2 separate regions of the Gossypium hirsutum genome follow, and region 2 is linked to region 1. A link is a contact called in public Hi-C data. All regions are on one chromosome and are shown on one strand. Each heading gives the region's core, a stretch centred on a gene start, on an enhancer-like site or on the middle of the called end of the contact. The rest is flanking DNA. Distances are from core to core; before and after follow the strand shown. Region 1 has its middle 18 kb from the start of TRNAT-GGU. Region 2 holds the start of LOC121211034 (ribulose-5-phosphate-3-epimerase, chloroplastic).

Region 1 (5,029 bases), core at 1,384-3,883:
ACTACTGAGACATCTTCGTCATTTTCTGTAGCTGTTGCTGGAGTTCGTCGTATTTTCTGCTTTGCTCTGCTACCCTCATTGCTGCCTCTGCTTTAAGTTGAGCAATTTGCTCAACTGTGCTCGCTTGCATATAAACCAGCTGGTCTTTTAACCTCTGAACTTCAGCTTGAGTTTGACTCCCCGAAGGCATGTGTTATTGCAAGCTGGATCCAAAATATTGGGTTGGGTTTACAAAAGATCCTTGGAATCTAACACGACCATACCTTTCTGGACCTAAAACTTTAGTAATAACTCGGTTATCAATTTCGTTAATATTACCAGAGCTATCACTTGAAGCGATCGCTTCATACTCCGCCCTTTTATCCTTTAGTTTCTCCTAATAAATCAATCAAAGAGTTAGAAATGAAATATATAATCAAAACAAATGCAACATAACTTAAAATTATTTGCATTACAAACGATGAATTAAACCATTATAATTAAACATGATAAATATTTAAAATAATTCAAATTTTATTAAGTAAATATACCATAATTTCTACAGCTTCAGTAGTCGTAGGAGATCCATTTTTCTTTCTATGTGTAATGTCAAAAAGTTGAAGGCGTCCAACTTTTTTACCAAAAGATTTTTCCTACAATATAATAGTAAAAATATTATTTAATATAAATTAATTAGTATTTGACACAATTAATAGATTTAAAATACCTCGTCCTCAGCTACACAACCAAAACTTTTCGACCAAGCTGTGTGCATGAATTTTTGTTTTTGCCTACTTGTAGTGCCAATGCGCTCACGAGCCGACATTATGAAATTATTATTACGTATATAGAAAATACTAAAAACCAAAATAATTATACAAGTTTGGAAGTACGTAATCTCCTTTCTTTGAATTCCAAAATCTAACTGCATCTTCCAATTGGTATCTCAGCATTCCCGGCGAGACATTTCACTTTTTTAAGAGAGATAATTATGAATTCCGAAAAATTATTTTTCATAAGCTTAAAAATTAACATGAAATATATGTTGAATTGAAAAGGAAAATTAATAAACCTAAAAATGCATCATTTTGCCATTTCACTTTTTTTTTTCCTCTTTTATTGTTTGTGTTTTGCTTTTTGACTTTTTAATCAATATTAAGTGCTTCCCCAAATTATTATAAACATAAGCTTTTTCATTACTATCTATATATACACTCATCAATATATATCCATATGAAATTTATTTTCAGAGTTTAGAGTTTTAGGGTTTAATATTTAAGGTTTAATGGACTAAGGGTTTAGTGTCTGCAGTTTAAGGTTTTATGGTTTAAGGCTTTGGATTTAGGGTTTGTGGTTGAGGGTTGAAGGTTTAGAGTTTATTATTTAGGGTTTAAGGTTTAGATTTTAGGGTTTAGGGATAAACATATGCATAATCAATTTTTTTAGGGGCTGAAATTAAATTGTGAGTAAAAAATGCAATCTCATCATTTTGATAGCATATATTTTTATTATTTTTAAATGATTAAATCAAATTTTTTCATTTTCAGAGGGACAAAGTGTAATTTTGCCTTTAAAATTTTTTAAAATTTCAAAAAGCCTAAATGAAAAATTTTTCATTTTACGGAGGTCGAGACCCTTTCAGCCCCTAGTTATGCCCCTAAATGTATATTAATTATAGGGTTTATGATTTAATTGAATATGATTCACTTGATGTAAGACCCAATTTGTGCCCGAACTTACTCAAAAACTAAAAAACAAATCAAAATATAAAATAAATAAATAATAAAGTCCAATGTCCATTTTTTACATAGCCCAACAACCAAAAATAATAGATCCAAAAAAATACATGGCCCAAAACAACAATTCCTAGCCTACTGCCTAGTGCTGCAACATACACCAGCAGCTTCCGCAGAGTCCCCAGCCTCTATGCTCCACAACGGCTTCCACGCGCGTCATTGCTCCTGCACACGCGTCACGCCATGCACACCTGCAACAGACTAATAATCACAACAGCAAGCAGCAATTGACAGCAAATGATAGTAGGAAAATTTGTATTTTTTCTTATTTATTTTATTTTCTATTTTCGGCTATAAAAACCGAATGAAAGGATGTAAAAAGGAGACGCATACAAATCTGTACAAAAAGTTTGAATAGAGAAATGAATTCAAAAATAGTTTCCAAGAGGTGATTCTAAGTCCCATTTTTTTCTCTTGATTTGGCTTCTATTTCTTCTTTGATTTTCATTATTGTAAGTAAAAAACAAATAAACAAAGGCGTAGATACTTATCTTCTTGAGGAGGCTTTCAAATCCTTGTTTGCTTCGTGGTAGTCGAGGCCTAGATGGGGATTGAGGTTAAGCCGAGCAAAACTCTCGGATTCATGGTCGAATGGGGCTAGATTAGGCCTTCACACGATGTCCATCGGCTAAAATATGGAAGCCAAAACGGCGGTGGGGGCAAGGAATTGTCTGGTTCGGCTGAATGAGAGAAAGATAGGAGGGCTTCTTTGCTTTGATTTTGTTTAGAATAATTAGGGATTCATTTTAGGTTTTTTTTTTTTCCTTTTGTTTTTTATGAAATAAACAAAAAGGCACCCTTTGAGAAAGGGGGAAAGATCCACGTGAAAACCCGATTCAGAAGTTGGATTTGTGCCTTTTTATTTCAAATGGGTAATTTCCACGTTTGATCCTTCTCCCTTGCGCCGATCTTCAATTGGATCCAATTTGCGTTGCACTTTTTAAAAAAAAAAAATTTCTGGGAATTTGTATGCTATTGCGATTCGATCCACGTCTAAGCTCAGCGTTTTGGAACGTGGATTATTTCCAGTTCTAATCCCTATACATTTGGAAAGATGGCGCATAAGTCCCTATTTTGACTCTAATAGTTTATTTTTAAATTATCCTTCCAATTTTAACTCAATTTTAATTTAATTTTCTATTTGTATAGCTTATTATTTCAAAATGTTTTTTAGCGTTTGTACATGTGTTAATCCCGTTTAATATTTGTACAATATTTCTTTAAATGTTTTATATGTATTTGTACATGCTTTATTTTGATTGAGATTTTTATAATGTTTATTGTTTAAAATTCATTTATTTTTTTATTGATCTATATTAATATTTTTTTCTTTTTTTTTTCTGTGTTTTATTTGTAATTAGGCTGTAGTTTTTGTATTATAGACTTTTAATACTTTGCATAGCATTTAACTCAAATCTTTTTCTATACTTGTACCTATATTATTTTAAATTGAATCTTCTATTCATTATGAATTTTGAAAATCCATTTAGCTTTTTTTCATATGTGTGTCAAATTATTTTAATACCTTATTTTATAAAATCATTATCTTGAGAGTTGTATTTATATCATATTATTTTAACTATTATGTAATGTCTCATTTAAATATTTTTTTACATATATTATTTTAATGGTTAAATCATTATTTTAAAAATCATTTTCTTTTTGTTTATAAAATTTTCGTTCTGAAATTCTTTATATCATATTCTTTTAATATATTAGTTAGTATTTCATTTAAGTGTTTCCTTATATATATCTGTACATATATAGAAAAATTAATTTAATCTTGGAGGCATTTCCATATTATTTTTATAAATAATTATTTCTAAATTTGTATATGATTTGTAGATTTATTATTTTCTAAGATTATGTTTCATTATATATTTTATTATCTTTTCGTATTTTATATATAAATAAAATTCTCTTTCATTGTATTCTCTTTCATTGTATGTAAATTGTCAATTTTAAACCAATATTCTTTAATATTTTGTATATTATTTGATTCAAAAATATTTATTTTATAACACATATATTAATCATTACGTATATATCTCTAATTTGTTTTTTTACAAATAAGTTATAAATTCATCAATTAATTAATTCATATGTAGTATAAATTATTGATTCATTAGTTCTTTATTATTTTAAAATTGTTTCACTGCATTGACTTCTAATTTTCATTTTATTTTGTATGTGTTTTGTTGATTGTTTTATGTTATGCCGTGTTTATTGTTGTTGTATATTATTTATACATAGTTTTATTGGTCATATTAACTGTCCTTTATTCATGCTTAAAGATTAAGTCACATTTTACTTAGAATAGTTGTACTTAATTGTTGGGTTTATTAATTGTGGTTCATTGCACTTTATGTGTGCATGTTATCTCATGTTTATTAATCTTTTTTTTATATATCAATGTTCTTTGTAATCCATTAAATGTTCCATCGTATTTTAAAACAAATAAATGTGCTTTAAGCTAATTTCCAATTTTTCTTATCATTCAAAGATTCTAAAATAAGGCAATGTTCAATATTTGGGAATTCGGAAATCGTGCCTTACCGTGCTAGGTATAATTTTTCGTTGAACTAAATATTTGGATATCCTTTTATAATTTTAGCGTTCGAGCTTTTGAGAGTCAAAATCAATCGTATTTTTAAAGATATAAAGGATCGTGTCCAATCGTGCTGGATATGATGCTGCATATCTTTGAAACGAGAGAATTTTGATAGCTAACTTGAATTACTCAAACATTTTAAAAAGAACCATACTTCGAAAGATCCTTTTTAAAATCTTTGATATAAGGATAGTATTGAATCAATTTCGTACCAATTTTTGGGCATAATGAGGGTGCTAACCCTTCCTCATGCGTAACCGACTCCCGAACCCATTTTTTTTTAAAATTTTACGTGAACCAAAATTGTTTTAAGTGGAACAAAACGTTTTAATAAGTAACCCAATCACACCTAAACAAAGTGATTGGTGGCGACTCCACATTTTTGTTTTCAAAAGTCGATCCCAGTTTTTTCAAATATAAAAAATGATGGTGACACTTGAGATTGTAAAAACTCGAATTCAAGTTGGATTTGTAATTTGAGACGTAAAGTTTTATTTAAGTTGGATTCAATTTTATAAGATTCAAAATAAAAATCGAGGCATTCAAAAGTAGTTGATTAAGTTTGATTTTGTAATTTTGGGGTGGGGGAACTGATTTTCAGAAAAAGACCAAGGCATTTCGGGGATAACAAAACGGAGTCGTT
Region 2 (5,029 bases), core at 752-3,251, 110 kb before region 1:
CTTAGAGTATGAGAGAGGCTGATAAACCTAATACTTTAAAAAGCTTTAACTGCAAAAATTGAGTATCAATGACTGATTCTTAAGTCATGCCCCGAAAGAATAGTGAAGGCAAATAAGTTCAGAACATAGAGTTAGCTTGAACAGGATGAATTCAGTAGGATTTTATAGGCTCCTACGAATCCTGAACATTCCTTCCCAATGTCATGTGGTACAAAGCACGATACAGCAAAAAAGATTCTTCGTGCATGAATTTCTTTATCAGTAGTTTTTAACTAAAAGTCAGAACCCGTGCAGCAAAAAGCTTAACATAAATAATATGACAACTTCCAGTTAAAAAGCAAGTGAAATTTTGCATAAAAAAACAAAGGTTTTTGAACTCCACTTGATTTGAAGATAATATTTGGTAGACTCCATTTAAAGATTGTATGTAAATTGTTAACTTTATCATGGAAAATATGTAAGAACGGCCCGGGGAAAGAAATGTCTTACTTGATTAAGTGTACGATGCAAATGAATGGTTGATGATTGCTCACAGTGAACACTGACTATGTCTGCTCCAGCCTTAATAAAATCTGGGACTCGCTGCTCAGGTTCCACAATCATCTGCAGTGCATCAAGCTCAGGGTGAGAAAATATCTTTATTACTGATACTGGTTAGTTAATTATGCAAAGCAGCATACCAAATGCACATCTAGTGGAAGATCTGTCACAGGTCGTAAGGCATCAACCACAAGAGGTCCAATCGTAATGTTTGGAACAAATCGGCCATCCATTACATCAACATGGATCCAATCACAGCCTGCCACTTCTACGGCTTTCACCTAGAAAAAACGCGACATGTGAACTTCAAAGACAATATTCAGATTGAGTTCAATACCTAAAGCAATAATGCAGCTGAACCAAAACCTGCTCCTCCAACTTAGCGAAATTAGCAGAGAGTATAGATGGGGAAACAATGATATCGCTTTTCGAAAATTTATCGACTCGAGCAGTTGCCTTCACTACTGTAGCAGTTCTCCTCCTAAACATTTAAGAAAAGAAAGTTACAAAAGCATATTAAAATTTCTTATGAGACCTTGAAGAACAAAATTCAAATCTGATTGAAATCATACGTCTAATTTGTATCTTTTCACTGCAATACAGTGATAACATCTATTACATTTGCAACCCTAAAAGGCGCATCCAAGATAGCAATTTTGCTCCAAAGTAAGCACCAAACCATGCAACTAAAGTTTCATCGAATTGCTTAGGCAATACACCAAACATTAAATAATCAATAACACTGTAATAAAATCCCAAAACCTTATTTGCTTTATTACAATTTAAGTACCAAATATTCTTGATATATATATATATATATATATATATTTAATTGTACAAGCCCTTTACTTTCATCACAAACCAGCTTCATTTGTGTTGAAAACATTACAGAATAATTTTTAAAAAAATGAAACTTTTTTCTGTAAAAAAGGTTTAATTATCGAATTGCAAACGAAATTAAGGTCCTTCACAAGAGAATGTCAACATTTCTGAACTGGAGTTTTTCGCAATACCCCAATAAATTTGCTTCTTTACCATCTAAAACTCTAAGGAATACACACACAAAATAAGAAGAGCAACCCAGAAAAGGAATTTAAAAATGAAAAAGATTACCTAGTAAAAGAAAAGGAACTGGGTTGAGAAAGATGGGTTCTTAGAAGCCTAAGTCCCCCTCCAAAGCCATTAACTTGAGTTGATGAACACAATGAAGAAGCTGTTGACATCTTTAATTTCCTTTTACCGTCTCTTTTCTTATCAAAAACTGCTCTCCGTTATATCTAATCTGTAATGGAGTTTGGAAATTAGAGCCTTAGTTTTTTTTTTGGTTTTTTTTTTGTATGTTAAAATCTCACCACAGAGTGACTTGGAGAGAGAAAATGTCAAAGAAGGCAATGACAAAGACAATACTAAATTCTTCAACAAAACTCGGAGAGACTTAAGAAGGAAATTATGTAATGGTAACACGTGTCGCTTTGATATATGGGTTACTTTGCTTTATCTTCAATGGTTGGCGCTGCGTACTGCTCAGATGTGCAAATTAATGGACACAATTAGATTTAGGTTTAGCCCATCAATTTAGTACCTAAAGCATGCTAAAGTTATATTTTTTCCCCACTTTTAGTAGACGTTAACAAAAAAAACATTGGATAGATTTGACCAATGAAAAATGTGCCATTTAGCATTTGTAGCCAATAAAAAAGGACCACTTTACCTTCTTTTATAAAATGTGTCATTTTTCTTTGAGAAAATATGTATAAACCATAAAAGAATTGTAAAAAATAGAAATAAAATATAAAAAACATATATGTCAATTATAAAAATTATCAATATATATAAACAATCTGAAATTTGTATATAATTTTTTATATATAATTTTTATTTTTATAATATTTATGGTTTATACACATTTTCTCAGAGAAAAAATATATAATTTTCAAAAAACACAACTTTGGTATTCTTCGTATACCAATTTGAGACAAAAAAAAGTTTAGATATCAAAGTAAAAAAAATAAATACACTTCGAGAGTTAAATCGTGAATTAAGCCTATATAGTTCTACCTAATGTTTTTTAAACCGAACCGATGGTCAAAGATGTCAAGTCATTGATTCATCGATCTGACCAATTTAACTAGTTTAATTAAAAAATTATTAAAAATTAAAAAAAATTTATTCAATCAATTCGTATCGACTCCTGATTTAATCAATTCAAAACCACTTCAGACTAGTAACTTGGTCTGTTCCCGATCCAATTAGCTGGTCTAGTCTAGTTCAAACAACACTAATTCTACCCCCTATTACTCTAAAAAGTGTTCGTAGTTTAGCATTATTTTTTAATATGTTTTTTTTTAAGTTTGATTTAAAATTTAAATGATTTTGAGAAGATAAAAAATTCATTTTATACATAATATTGTAAAGTAAAAAAAGGACCAAATTTTATTACTAGTTCATGTACTATATGTAAGTTATGGACTTAATTCTTATGTTTTAATTTGATTAGTTTTAGTATTTTTATATTTTTCAATTTTTAAAATTTTTGGCTTGACCTAAACATGAGCAATTAAACCTATTAGGTCAAATATGTCATTAAATGTGGTATTAAGTGTGCTACATAAAATTTTAGAAATAACGGGGTTTAATTTATTAGATTTAACGTCTATCGTTTGTGCTAGAGCTAAAATTTCAAAACTTGAAAAAGTACATAAGCTAAAAATGACCAAAATTAGAGTACAAAAGTTAATAGCAAATTTCTCAAGTAGAAAATATACAGTTACTAGTTTGTATATCGATGCTATACTAGGATTAATTGTATTTATAAATTAAAATATATTAAATAAATAGTTATGTTTATTTTAAATTATAATAAATAAATAAATATAAAAAATTGTATACAGATTATTACAGAAGGTTAGATTTATAAAATTGTTTGTTTAAAAATAAAATTAGAAATATTTTAAATAAAGTTTACAATAATTAATAAATACTAAAAAATCATGAACTTATGAATTACTTTTAGTATTGAATGAATTTAATTAAAAGCGATGAATAGGGATGCATTTCTAAAACAATCCAAAACTTGTCTATACTATATATATGACCATAATTTTTTGGAATATTTTTAAATAATTCTAAAACACTTATATAAAAAAAAGTTAAATAAAAAAAATTAAAATAACCTCAAATAATATAACTTGTTTTAAATATGGAGGGTTATTTTTATAATTTCTTAATTAAATTAGACTCGTGATATTAACTCAATTAAGGATTTCATTAGTAGTACAAATTATTAAACAACGAATCGGTTGAGTTGATAGTCGGATCAATTAGACTTGTCAAATCAAGAATTGATGATATGATTGGTTGGAGCATCGATTTTGAAAATATTGTTTAAGAGTAATAGTAACACTGCCGTCTACTGCTTTCTTGTTGCTACTGGTCAGCCACCATTTCAATCTGTAACTACCGGCCTCCGCCTTCAAGATGCAATCAGAAGTACCCAAGATAAAAGTTATAGATGAAAAGATGAAACCAAAAAATAAAATCTGAAGAAAAAAGAGAGATGAAAAGATGAAAAAGTTTAGGCGGCAAGGAAATTAGGGAAAATAAAAAAGGAGAACAAGTGGAAGGAAATAGGCTTTGTTTTCGGCCACGGGCCTAACCATATCTGGGCCTTGACAGTAATTTATAAATTAAAAGATTGGTCCAAGTGATATTTTAAGTTAGTTTTTTTTACTGAAGTGCTTTTTTTTAATAATTTATTATTTTATATTATTAAACAGTGAACCGATTAAACTGGTTGAATCGGTCAAATAAAAATAATTAATAATCTAACTGGCTCGACCACTAACCTGATTCTAAAAACATTGTATATGAAAAGAAGTGAGGAAAAAGCAGGGAAAAATGATTGGCCGGCGTTGAGTAGAAGCAGATTCGGGCCGCCAGTAGTAGACTTAAGTTCAGTCCACAATTGCACGGGGCCATTTTTGTTGCTTCTAATTTGGATCTTTTAGCCCAAAATTCCATTGGGTAACGTTTCTATTCATTTAAGTATATTGTAAGTAATAGCTTTCAAAAAAGGGTATATTGTAAGTACACCCTTAAAAAAGGTAAACAGGGTATACGAATTCTTCTAATTCCAAGAGCTTAGGACCAGCAAAATTTTTTCGATTTTTGAATAAAAACCAATTTTAAAGGAGATCAAAATAGCTCTTAAACAGTGAAAAGATGGAACCATTGAAGCATTTAATGGGATATGTTAAAACTTTTTTTTTGTTGGGGGGGGGGGGGAATTAAATTCTAAGACAGAAAGAGGATTGATTTTTGGGACGGTAAAATGAAAAAAGAAAAATTAGCTCTTGGAAAGAGGATTAATTCTCTATTATACAAATGGTTATAATTTTAAGTTGAAGGGTTTGACAGCTCAATTTTTTTTTTGTGTGTTTGTAAAATAAGGAAGTTGAATACAATTAGTCGTAACAAATTTTGTAATGGT

Evidence for each region. Hi-C and Micro-C count contacts between places; a contact is called where the count stands out from the background.
Region 2: a Hi-C map of leaf shows a contact between it and region 1, with 4 times the contacts expected there. The contact joins the promoter of LOC121211034 here to the enhancer-like site in region 1. A contact is called at or near these places in 16 of 34 Hi-C or Micro-C datasets (anther, callus, cotyledon and 4 more).

What each region holds. Positions count from the first base shown.
Region 1 is chrA12:98,272,750-98,277,778 of Gossypium_hirsutum_v2.1, reverse strand. No RefSeq gene overlaps it. Among protein-coding and RNA genes, the nearest start is that of TRNAT-GGU, 18 kb to the left of the region's middle. Within about 2 kb of position 2,633, at least 9 of the 9 cell types and tissues checked have an H3K27ac peak or open chromatin away from gene starts, as enhancers often do. A contact at or near this core is called in cotyledon, fibers, hypocotyl and 1 more, where this site is marked.
Region 2 is chrA12:98,385,951-98,390,979 of Gossypium_hirsutum_v2.1, reverse strand. It overlaps LOC121211034 (ribulose-5-phosphate-3-epimerase, chloroplastic), which reads right to left and starts at 2,001. Exons shown (of 9, transcript XM_041083210.1): 1 at 1,654-2,001; 2 at 907-1,021; 3 at 681-821; 4 at 490-603. The coding sequence starts at 1,763.